Linked DNA regions of Mus musculus: region 1 is linked to region 2. Evidence: chromatin contacts called from public Hi-C data. All regions are on one chromosome and are shown on one strand. Each heading gives the region's core, a stretch centred on a gene start, on an enhancer-like site or on the middle of the called end of the contact. The rest is flanking DNA. Distances are from core to core; before and after follow the strand shown. Region 1 overlaps Rbfox1 (RNA binding protein, fox-1 homolog (C. elegans) 1). Region 2 has its middle 21 kb from the start of Rbfox1.

Region 1 (5,114 bases), core at 811-3,310, 310 kb before region 2:
CAGAAAGAATCCATTTTCAGGGGCAAGGGGTAATCCTGGACTTCTCCAAGTCTCTTGCAATATCAAGGCCAGGAAGCTCAATGCTATGTCACCATAAGACTCCATTCTATTTCTTAAGTATCTGAGTGGGCTTACAGAGGCCGTATGTATCCTAGATGTACTCGGACTTCTGAGAGAATTGCACAATACCCTGAGGGCAAATGCTGTTCTTTCTGAACTGTTGTTTTTATACGATGGTCATCATCAGCTACCTCCCGTAGCATCTTCCCATGAAGTTGCTGGATGACTTATGATGCTGGCAAAGGACCAGTGAACCCATTGTTAAGTCAAGCCAGGGCCCTAATAGAAGCACAACTTTGATGGGAAAGGGTCTCAGGAGCAGAATGAGCACGCAGAAAAGCCAAGCATTTTAAGCCAAGGGAGAGTGCATTTCATCACCTAAGCACACACGCTCACGCACAGCAGTGACACTGGCTTGCTGGAGAACATGGGAATACACTTCTTTCCCAGAGTCCTTTCAGAGGTGATTGTTTAGCCCACAATACTATGATGCTTAAAGCATGGCAGGGATTTCACACACTAAGGAGGTTGGTAGGAATGGATCTCAGATGTTGTTTGGATTTGATCCTGAAAGGCTACAGTTCACAAGCTCACTTGTCAAGCAGTGCTCACCTCTAATCCAAAAGGCAGGCAGAGGTGTGTAAGGTCCTGAGCTAGGCTTTGCCATTAGCAATGTAAAAAGGCATTTGCTGTGGGGTCAGAAGGCAAGGTCAGCTTCTACCAACAGGCCTTAGGACAGATCTGATGAAAAGCAGGAAATCAACAGATAGAAACATAGGGCCCCAAAGCAGAGACTTGAGCAGAGCGGCAGCAAGATCACATCTGTAACACGTTCTCATGCCATCATTCCTCTTTTCATAGTACCTCTTTTCCCCCAATATCCTCATCCAAAAGCAGATAGCTCACCACTTAAGTGCCAGGCAAGGTGCAAAAACATAGAAAACTGGATCAAAGTGCAGCTTCCCTGGCAAACGGCTCTGCAGCCAGAGTGGTTACTAAGACATCTGAGTTTGGTTTACTCTTTGTAAGCTGGGACACACATGTGCAAACATGTGTTGGATTTGGTCAAGTAATGCTTTCTAAGTAACTACCAATATGCTTAGCACTGAGGCAATAAATTCCACAACTGTGACCCAATGGCTACCTGAAAAAGAGTTATCTGTCTTCCCTGTGGGTCCTACCATCAGTGTGTCAGACTCCTGTCCATCTAGGCTGCTCGCTCATTAGCTTCTACCTCATAGAAAATGCATTTGTGTCTAGCCTTTGTTTGGCCACAGAAATTGAAGCCAAAGAATTCCCATACGTTGCACTCCATTTAAACTATAACACTTTACTTCATGCCCAGACAAGGTGTAATAACTATCTGTTCAGAGGATGGCACCCAGATCCTAAAGAGGAGTAGAAGACAGAGGGTCATTTTTTGTCAATTCCAGGTAGAATTTAATTACTGGTCAAAGAACAGCCATGATGGATACTTAGAATATTTCCTCTTGGGAGTCATCAGCATCATTAGTATTAGGCTAGTGTGAACTACTTGGTGAGACCCTATTTTTCTATTTTATTATTGTTGAGAGCCTGCAGTCTGAGGTTTGTGTCTGGTTTCTGCATTCAGCTGTAATGGTTAATAGTATTGGAAGAAGGAAGAGAGAAAATTGAAAAATGACCCTGAATCCTACCAGTACATAAGACAAAAGAGCTATAGATGAATACTAATACCTTTTAAAAACTAGCAGGCATTTAAATACAGGAAGTCTTGCATTTTCCTAAATGTCTATAGAATAGACAAGGTCTGTGGTATTTTGTGGATAATAGGGAGAAAAGTTAAATATAGGCCTTGAAGGCTCAGTAGAACATAGCACTGAGCAGGGATGGAGAGTCATGTGAGGTGTCCAAGATTTGGCTCTTACAGGGAAAATGGCTGTTGCTCTCTCCATAAGGAGCAGTTGTGCACAGGGGCTGATATCATGCCAGACATTTGCATCCATCTGTATCAAAAGCTTCCAGAAGCCAGGAAGAACGCTTTGTGCTGTTTGCCTTCAGGGAGTCTTTGCTCTGAAAAATAACCCAGTTGCCATGGTTTGTAGCCCACCACAGCTACAGAAAGTTATTCTGAGACTTCTGACATCCAAATTTTGAGACATGGAATTGAAGGGAGACTGTGGGAAAGCTCCCTCACATAAGCACAAGGAAAAGGATGCAAGCCTTGTCTTTCTGCATTGGAAAGCTTCCTTTGCTCCAACCACTACTCTGGGGCTCTCCCTCCATTGACCTCTAAAGATCTAGAGTCTTCAGAGGAGAAAGAGCAGCTACAGCCATGGATCAAGCTATAGTTCCAGCTACAGTCCTTGCTGCAGAAGGGAGGAACAAAGGCACTTGAACTACCAGGCAAGCCAAGGGACGAGCAAGAGCAAGGAACCATAGTTAGGAGGAGTCTGGCTCTTTGGAGGGCCCAGAGGAAGGACGCACTTAGTAGCTTTGGGTCCTCACAGTCTTTTAGAAGATGGCCCTTTAGATCAAGAATTCCAACTTCCTCACTTGTACCAAGTACATTTTGCAGGCACAAGGGAGGCAGTGGGCTATCTAGCATCATGCTAATAACCCTCGGAAGCCATGAGCTGACATAGCCAGCCTCGCCTCACTCTCAGAGGCAAACAAATCCACTGGAACGGGCTGCCAGTTTTACAGAAGCGCTGCTTTCTCTGAAATATTACTCACAACACAAGCATCAGTAATGTTAGCAGCTTGGTTATTCTGGGATGGGCCCTATCAAAGGATCCTGTGCTCATTACCCACTGTGTCACTTCCATGGGTAATGCTTCCATTCCTTCCCTAGACACTAACACATTGACTAAGCTAATACATATTCTAGCCCTTGTCTTCTGGTTCCATGTCCAAAGTCTTAATGACACAGCAGGCAGGCAGTGGTCATTGAACTTGAATATGCCTGGGACTCACCTGGAGGACTAACTGAAACACGGATGGCTGGGCCCTATGCCTAGCCCAGAGGTCTTGCTTGGTTCAACAGATCTAGTTGGGGTACCTGGCTAAAGCATTTTATTTCTTTCAAGAAATGGGTGATGTCCCTGCTTGTAGTTTAAGAAGAAAGGGAGTCATTGTGGTGCTCAGTGACAAGTTCCAGGTGTGATTTTTAATTACATGGAAGAGAAACCTGAGGTTCAAACTCTCTAGGATTCTATTCTCTCTCTCCCCACCTCTCAGGGTCTCACGTAGCCCAGACTGGCTTTGAACTCACAATGTAATCAAACACAATCTTAAACTTCTGTGCTTTCTGCTTCAGTTTCCCAAATGCTTAGAAAACACGTGTACACTGCCATGTCAGGCTTTTCAGTGATAGTGGTCAAGTCTAGGGATTTGCGCAGGCTAGGCAAGCATTCTGCAAACTGAATGACATTCCAGCCTCTAAGGTGCTAGTGTTGGGGCATCGTTGAGTGTGGGGGAGGCCTTACAGAGTCCTATTGGCCTTTCCAGGAATTTCTCCCAGTGCTTTCTTAAAGCCCCAGCAAGCAGGTGCACTTAAAATATCAGATACATAGATAGGGAAAGAAGGTGGAGATGAACCAGTGTGGAAGATGCAGCTTTAGATACACTGTGGTTCCCACGCTGCAGACAGGAGTTGCTGCCATGCACTGAGCAGATGTGGCCCTATTTTAATGCAGAAACGGTCTGTCTAGCCATGCAAAGGTAATTGTGTTGCTTGTCAATCACTCCGGGACTGCAAAATGCTTTTGCCAGAACATGATGCAAATGCACATCTCATTTTCTTAAGAAAGTAATAGTGGTAGTTAAATATTTGGACACGGGCGAGCAAGGGATGATTGCACTAGAGCAAATTAGTTTACCTTATAAGAAGAAAAAGAAGGGAAAAGAACAAGGAAGGAATAAGGGGAGGATGTGCCCCAAACTAAGCAATCTGTTTGTGTAGTGGAATATATACCAACCACAAATGTATTTTTGTAGAAAAAGCATTTAAAACCCCTCTTTCCTACTGACCCTTCCACCTGGGAAATAAATTACATTTCTGAATATGCTCAACTGTAACTGTTTTGAATGGTTATCAGGTGGCTCCATGCACACACTGAAATTTGTATAGAACTGTGTATGTGTTTGTATCTGTACATTTCCCCAGGGAAAATGCATATTTTTAATCAGATTACCAAAAGCATCTGTGGAACTCATGCCCTCACTGGAGGCAATGTGGAATACGGGACCAGAGGTGGGTTGACTATTGTTCCCACATGTGAAGTGGAAGGCTCCTTGGGTACTTTTTAGTGTCTGGTACAGACCCCTGAGCCTCTGAGCCAGTATCTTCCTGATGACCATTGAATTGAATTATGTTGGATGTTGGAGGCTCATTACTTGCTATGCATGGACTAGTGATTGTTTGGTCTCAGGGTTTATTCTTATAGAGAGCAACTTTAAGAAGCTTGCTCTTGGGATACTGTCTGATCATTTTCATGGTGATAAAATTTGCCTTAAAGTACTTTTCTAGGGACCTCTAGAAGTTATATGTACAAGTGTCCTAATAGGTTACTTGAGGATGTGTAGAGTGTCTTAATCAAAGACTGCAGTGGCAAATAGATGGTCAACATATTATCAGCTTGACAGAATGTAGAATTGCCTTGAGACAAATCTCATGTCTATGTGGAAGGATCTACATTGGGTTAACTGTTGTTGGTGTAACCACTTACTGTGGGCAGCCATGCTCCTGGGTTCTCAGACTGAACCAAAAGGGAAAAAGACAGGCCACAAGTATTCATCGTTCTCTGTTTCTGATTGAAGATTCAATGTGAGCAGCTGCCTCAAGTTCCTGTTATCATGCCTTTCCTACTGTGGAAGACTGCACCCATAAATGCGGAGCCATTATAAAGCATTCCTTCTTCTTAAGTTCCTTTTGTCTGATATTTTGTAGTGGCAACAAGGAAAGTAAATGTTATAGGTAACATAGAACAAAGACTAAGGCCCCATAGCTAATGCTCAAAGTGTAGGCTTAGATCTATGATGTAGCTACGATACTTCTTAAGGGTAGCATGCTG
Region 2 (5,118 bases), core at 288-2,787:
ACTTTCTCTTTGAAACCTCTGTAAATCCAAGGTTACTAAGTGTCCTAAAATACAAACCAATAAACCTAAGGAGTTAAGATGAAATCACATGGCTCAGGCCTATAATCCCAGCACTCACAAGGCTGAGGCAGGAGGACTGCCATGCGTTTAAGGTCAGATTGTGTGACATAGTGAGCTTGATACTAGTCTGGTCTAAGGAGGCAGACCTTCACATAGCTAACTAATGTGAAACCAGAATCTGCTTCGGGGAGGAAGGATGCTCAGAACAACCTCATTTCTAACAAGTCTTTTCTTTTAAAGCAAAGTCAAGGGGCACCGTGGTCAGTAGAGCTGTCCAGACAAACAGCCTGGCACAAGCCTCTTACATCAAGTTACACCAGAAGCTTCCAAGGCAGGATGAGGCAGGACAGGCAGCTCACTGCAGAGTAAGGTCTAGGCATGGGGTCTGGAGGAAGAACACTTTGTGACTTGAAACATCAACCACCGAAGTTTTTTGTTCTGAATGTTAAAGAACAAAAGAATGAAAGAAAGAGAGGAGAAAAGGCAGGCAGACAGGAAGGAAGAAACAAAGAGCAGAAGAAAAGAAGGAGGGAAGAAAGGTAGAAAGGCAGGTGAAGCCTAAAATGGACTTGCTGCTACGCAACTATAATCCCAGCACTAAAGAAGCTGAGGCAGGAGGATAGTTGAGTTGGATGCCAGTCTGTATTTCAAAGCAAGACCCTGCCTGGCAAAGAAAATGATAAACAAATCTAGGAAGAAGAAGTAAATATACCAACTCCCTGGAGGCCTGTGTGTAATATTAAAAGAGATAATCCACGTAAATATGCTGAGTCATGTGCTTGCCACCCAGGACTCCATAAACGTTATTGATTATGTCACTATTTTAATTATGCCCTTGTCATCATGGTGCTGAGGATGGCAAAATTGTCTGGTCCCCTCAGTGGACTCACAGTATCTCTTCCTGTTTACAGAAAGGGCTTCCTTTCCCAAAACTGATCCAAAAGAGAAAAAAAGGGGTTGGGGGAGTGAGGCGGGGGAGGCTATAAGGATCATAAAAACAAAGTGTGGGGGAATCCTGAGTTTGACACAGAGACCCCTAGTGGAAAGAACTGAAATTGCACCAACAGGCAAAGACTCCTTTCTCTTCCTGCTTCAACAGCTCCCCCTCTGACTCCTTGGAGAGGAAAGTGTTGAAGTTGGGGGAAAAAAAGAGAGAAGAAAGAGAAAAAGGAAAAACAAATGCATAGCTTTCTGCAGGTTATCTGGATGAGTGAGCCTGTCAGCCCATGTAAGCAGAGGCGATGGATGGCGAAGCCAGCGCAGAGCTGATTGTAGGAGATGCCTTTGTGTTTCCAGAAACTCCAGGAGTGACCCAAATTGAGTCCCTTACACCTTGCTCTTATGTTCCCAGAATAAAAGGGACAAACAATCAGACAGCAGGGGCTCTTCTGCTTCTCGAAGCACCGAGAATGGAATGAACTCCTCTCCTTTAGCTCTCCCTAGCTAGGGCGCTTACTCTGGTATCCAAGTCAGTGATCCAGGGACCCATCCCTGTCAGGGCTCCTCCTGATGGTCCGCGTTCGAGCAGCCACTCACTGCCTTGAAGCCTATTGGAATCCGCATCAGCACGTTCCGAGTCTCCAGCACGGGGCACCACGACATTCTGAATAGAAATAAACGAAGCTCCTGCAGTGTGATTCCGTCAGCTTTTGAGAGTAAATAACTTTGCTGCTGACAGGAGCCGGGTGATTTTTACTTTCCCTCTTCCCGTCAGAGAGCATTAATTGAGCTATGTAGCCATATCACAACCACCAGGGAAAGACCCGAAAGAGGAAGGAAAGCAGAGAACTAAGCAGACAGGATGGATGAGAGACGCAGAGTGGCCCTCGATTGCTGCTGGTACCTATAACCTCAACAGACCATAGGTACACACATAGGTATTCCCATTCAGGAAAATACAAATAGAAGTGGGAAGCTTCCAGGAGCCGGCCCTCTGTTACCTTAAAACAATTCTCTATCTCTTAACGGCTAAGTTAGGATCTGCTTTTTTTCATATCTTCAGTATCTATGGGCTCTTTGCTGCATCTCGAGCCCTGAGTGGTATCCCACTTCACCTCACCAAGAACAATATACAATGGCATTCTAGTCTCGATTTTTTCCGAAGAAGCAATTAAGGTCCAAATCAAGTTAAGTGACTTGCTCAATTCAGTCAGATCAGCTCATGAATAACAGAGTTGGGATTTGGCCTCAGAGCCCGTTCTACACAAGGACAAGAGACACCTGCTTTTTGTAGACTGTTTTTGGAGGGTTGAACACCCAGGCTTCTAAGGCAACATCAGTGTTCGCATGTCATTTGGAAATATTCTCTCCCTGACTAAGATTCCATAATTGCTCCTCATTGTTCCTGAAGTATTCCAGGAGAGGGGCATCATATTTCAGTCCTTATCCTCTCCAAAGAGCTAAGCACTACTTAACCCAGGCTCAGGAAGCAGTTCTCCTAGAAGGAACCCCACAGATGCTTGCTGCTATTTCCAATAAGAAAAATCCCATTCTCCAGGTGAGTGCCAGGCAAACGTCTGCCCCCAAGGAAAAGAAAAGACTCATTAATCCCAAAGTCTCCTTGTATTCTACTCCCGAGCCCAGGGAAATCTGGGCCCTTAAATCCTAAAATTGCCTGTACTTTGTTCCATAGCCACAGAAGAGAAAGAAAAATAGTCATTAAGTCTCTGAAAACACACACTGGCCTTCTGAATTTACCTCATTCGCGCTCTGCTTCCTATTCTGTGTGTACTGAAACAACGCAGAGAAAAAGATCAAAATGAGGTGCAACTGTCTAGCCACTAAGGCCTTGGTGAGCATTAAGGACCACAGCAGCAGCCTTCTGACTCAGTCCATTGTCTCAGAGCCCTCTGTACACTCTAATCATTAAGTACAGGATGTCTTTCCTTTGCTGTCTGCTGCTGTCTGGGCAGAGGGATGGAGAGGTGACATAGAGAGAGATGTAAGTTAATTATATGTGCTTTCTCTCTGCATATTGGACCAGAGGAAGGAAGGAAGGAAGGAAGGAAGGAAGGAAGGAAGGAAGGAAGGAAGGAAGGAAGGAAGGAAGGAAGGAAGGAAGGAAGATGTAATTCTAACCCAGACATGACATAAAACACTCTATGGACCAAGCTGATGTGTGTCTAAATGCAGTATTATAATGATGTTAAGGATGCTAAGACTCTCCCAGAGACAGAAGCTCTAGGCTTTGCTTCCTGAGGGCATCTGTCACCCCGTGGGGGTTCAATAGGCACAGAATGAGCTGAGGGTGGTGGTAGCCAAGGCCTGACATTTCAGCAATGAGGATGATTGAAGTAGGAGGAACCAAAGTTAAAGGCCAGCCTGGGCAACTAAGACCTTGTTTCAGAATAAAATGTAAAAGGAGGCCCGAAGGTTACTGGGAAAGCACTTGCCTAACATGTACTAGGCCTGAGGTTTAACCTCAAATTCACAATAACTGAGACACACACACACACACACACACACACACACACACACACACACACACCATGTGAACTCTATAAACCTAGAATCAGTGGGCAAGTATGAGAGGGAGTGACTGTGGATTTTCATGTATACTGGAAACCATATCACCACTATAATTGGGCAAGGGTACCTGTCTACTTAAATGTAGGCTTATTTCAAAATCTGTAAAGATGTGTCACCTGCTGTAGTTATTAGGTAAAAACAAGGAAGGTGGAGAAAGAATGGGCCATGTTTGTCTTGTTCACATCATATATGTCCCTTGACATGATTACATAGTTGTCAACAGGAGCCTTGGCACCTCTTGTTGAATATGACTCCTTAGCAGTTTGATCAAAGCTCTCCCCTTCCTTACTGTCCCTGTCTTGGGTCCATACCTCACAGGTACCAGGTCACAATTCTGGAATGGCTTTCTTTCCATAGGTTACCTTTCCACCCTGCACCTCATTCAAAATGATGTGAGCCAATCAGACCCATACTCTGCCCTTAGAGAATGACCACTCTGTATTAGACCCATTTCCACTGCTTGATGTCTCTGTGTGTCTAAGTGTGAGATTACCACAGTGTCTGTTGTAGCTGAGAATAATTCTGTGTGTGTGTGTGTGTGTGTGTGTGTGTGTGTGTGTGTGTGTGTGTGTGTGTGTGTGATGCGTGCTTGCTGGTACATGTGCATATGTGCACATGAAGGTCAGAAGACAACCTATTTCACTCCTCCGACGCTGCCCGTATTTTCTTTGGAGTTGGGGGTCTTTCCTTGGCTTGGAACTGTCCTGGAAAGCTAACTTAGTTGACTAGAAAGACAAAAGGATCCTCTTATCCCTGCCTTCAGAGTGCTGTAGTTTTTAGACATGTGCCAACAAACCTGCTTGGTCCCTCCCTCCAGCAGGGCTGGGTACTGAGCACAAAACACGTGCAAGGCCAACACATGACCACTTACACTGTCACCTCCCCCACAGGGTTCTTGCTCCTTCTTTACCCCTAGGCTGAATTTCTGGCTTTTCCTCTCAGGTCAGAAGAACAATCAGGTCTCCAGAGCCTCCTGAGCCTCCTTCTCCTCTCCTACCCCATGCTCCCTAATCTGAAGCTATTTTCTGGGTTCATCTCTATCCACATTCATTCTTTTACTGGAGCCTCGGCTGCACAACAGCATGGACACTATGTAACATTCTAAAATAGCGACAACACTTGGAAACAATTTTCATAGAAACAAGTGACTATACTTCCGCTGAACATTACACTCAAGTGGAGGGTGGTGACTACTCTCTTTCCTTGATCTAAGATTCTAACCCACATACTTATCTATTCCTCTCTGTTCTGAACAGCTACACTCAATATACATCCGCCCTGAGGCATTGTGGGTAAAATCCAGGAAAAGGCTGAAAGACCCCAACTATCTCACTGCAAAGCTAAGATGATGCTCTGGACACTGTCAAACACTTGTTAAATACAAGAAATGTGGATCTGCAGTAGAGGAATCTAAAGCAGAGGCTCCAGGCAGTAGACTGAAATCGTCTTTTGCTCTTTCTCAGCCAATAGCAAACAATCATGGCTGCAATATCCTAGGAAGAACAGCGACAACTTCCCAAGCCACGCCAG

Evidence for each region. A called contact is a pair of places that touch in the nucleus more often than the background predicts.
Region 1: a Hi-C map of cortical neurons shows a contact between it and region 2, with 2.0 times the contacts expected there. The contact joins two enhancer-like sites. A contact is called at or near these places in 2 of 484 Hi-C or Micro-C datasets (cerebellum and cortical neurons) and 1 of 115 datasets of contacts at active chromatin or transcription factors (neural tube).

What each region holds. Positions count from the first base shown.
Region 1 is chr16:7,357,872-7,362,985 of GRCm38.p6, reverse strand. The region is part of intron 9 of Rbfox1 (RNA binding protein, fox-1 homolog (C. elegans) 1); the gene reads right to left. Among named protein-coding and RNA genes, the nearest start is that of Rbfox1, 290 kb to the right of the region's middle. Within about 2 kb of position 2,060, at least 4 of the 459 cell types and tissues checked have an H3K27ac peak or open chromatin away from gene starts, as enhancers often do. A contact at or near this core is called in cortical neurons, where this site is marked.
Region 2 is chr16:7,045,805-7,050,922 of GRCm38.p6, reverse strand. It overlaps a transcript of Rbfox1 not described here. Among named protein-coding and RNA genes, the nearest start is that of Rbfox1, 21 kb to the left of the region's middle. Within about 2 kb of position 1,537, at least 16 of the 459 cell types and tissues checked have an H3K27ac peak or open chromatin away from gene starts, as enhancers often do. A contact at or near this core is called in cortical neurons, where this site is marked.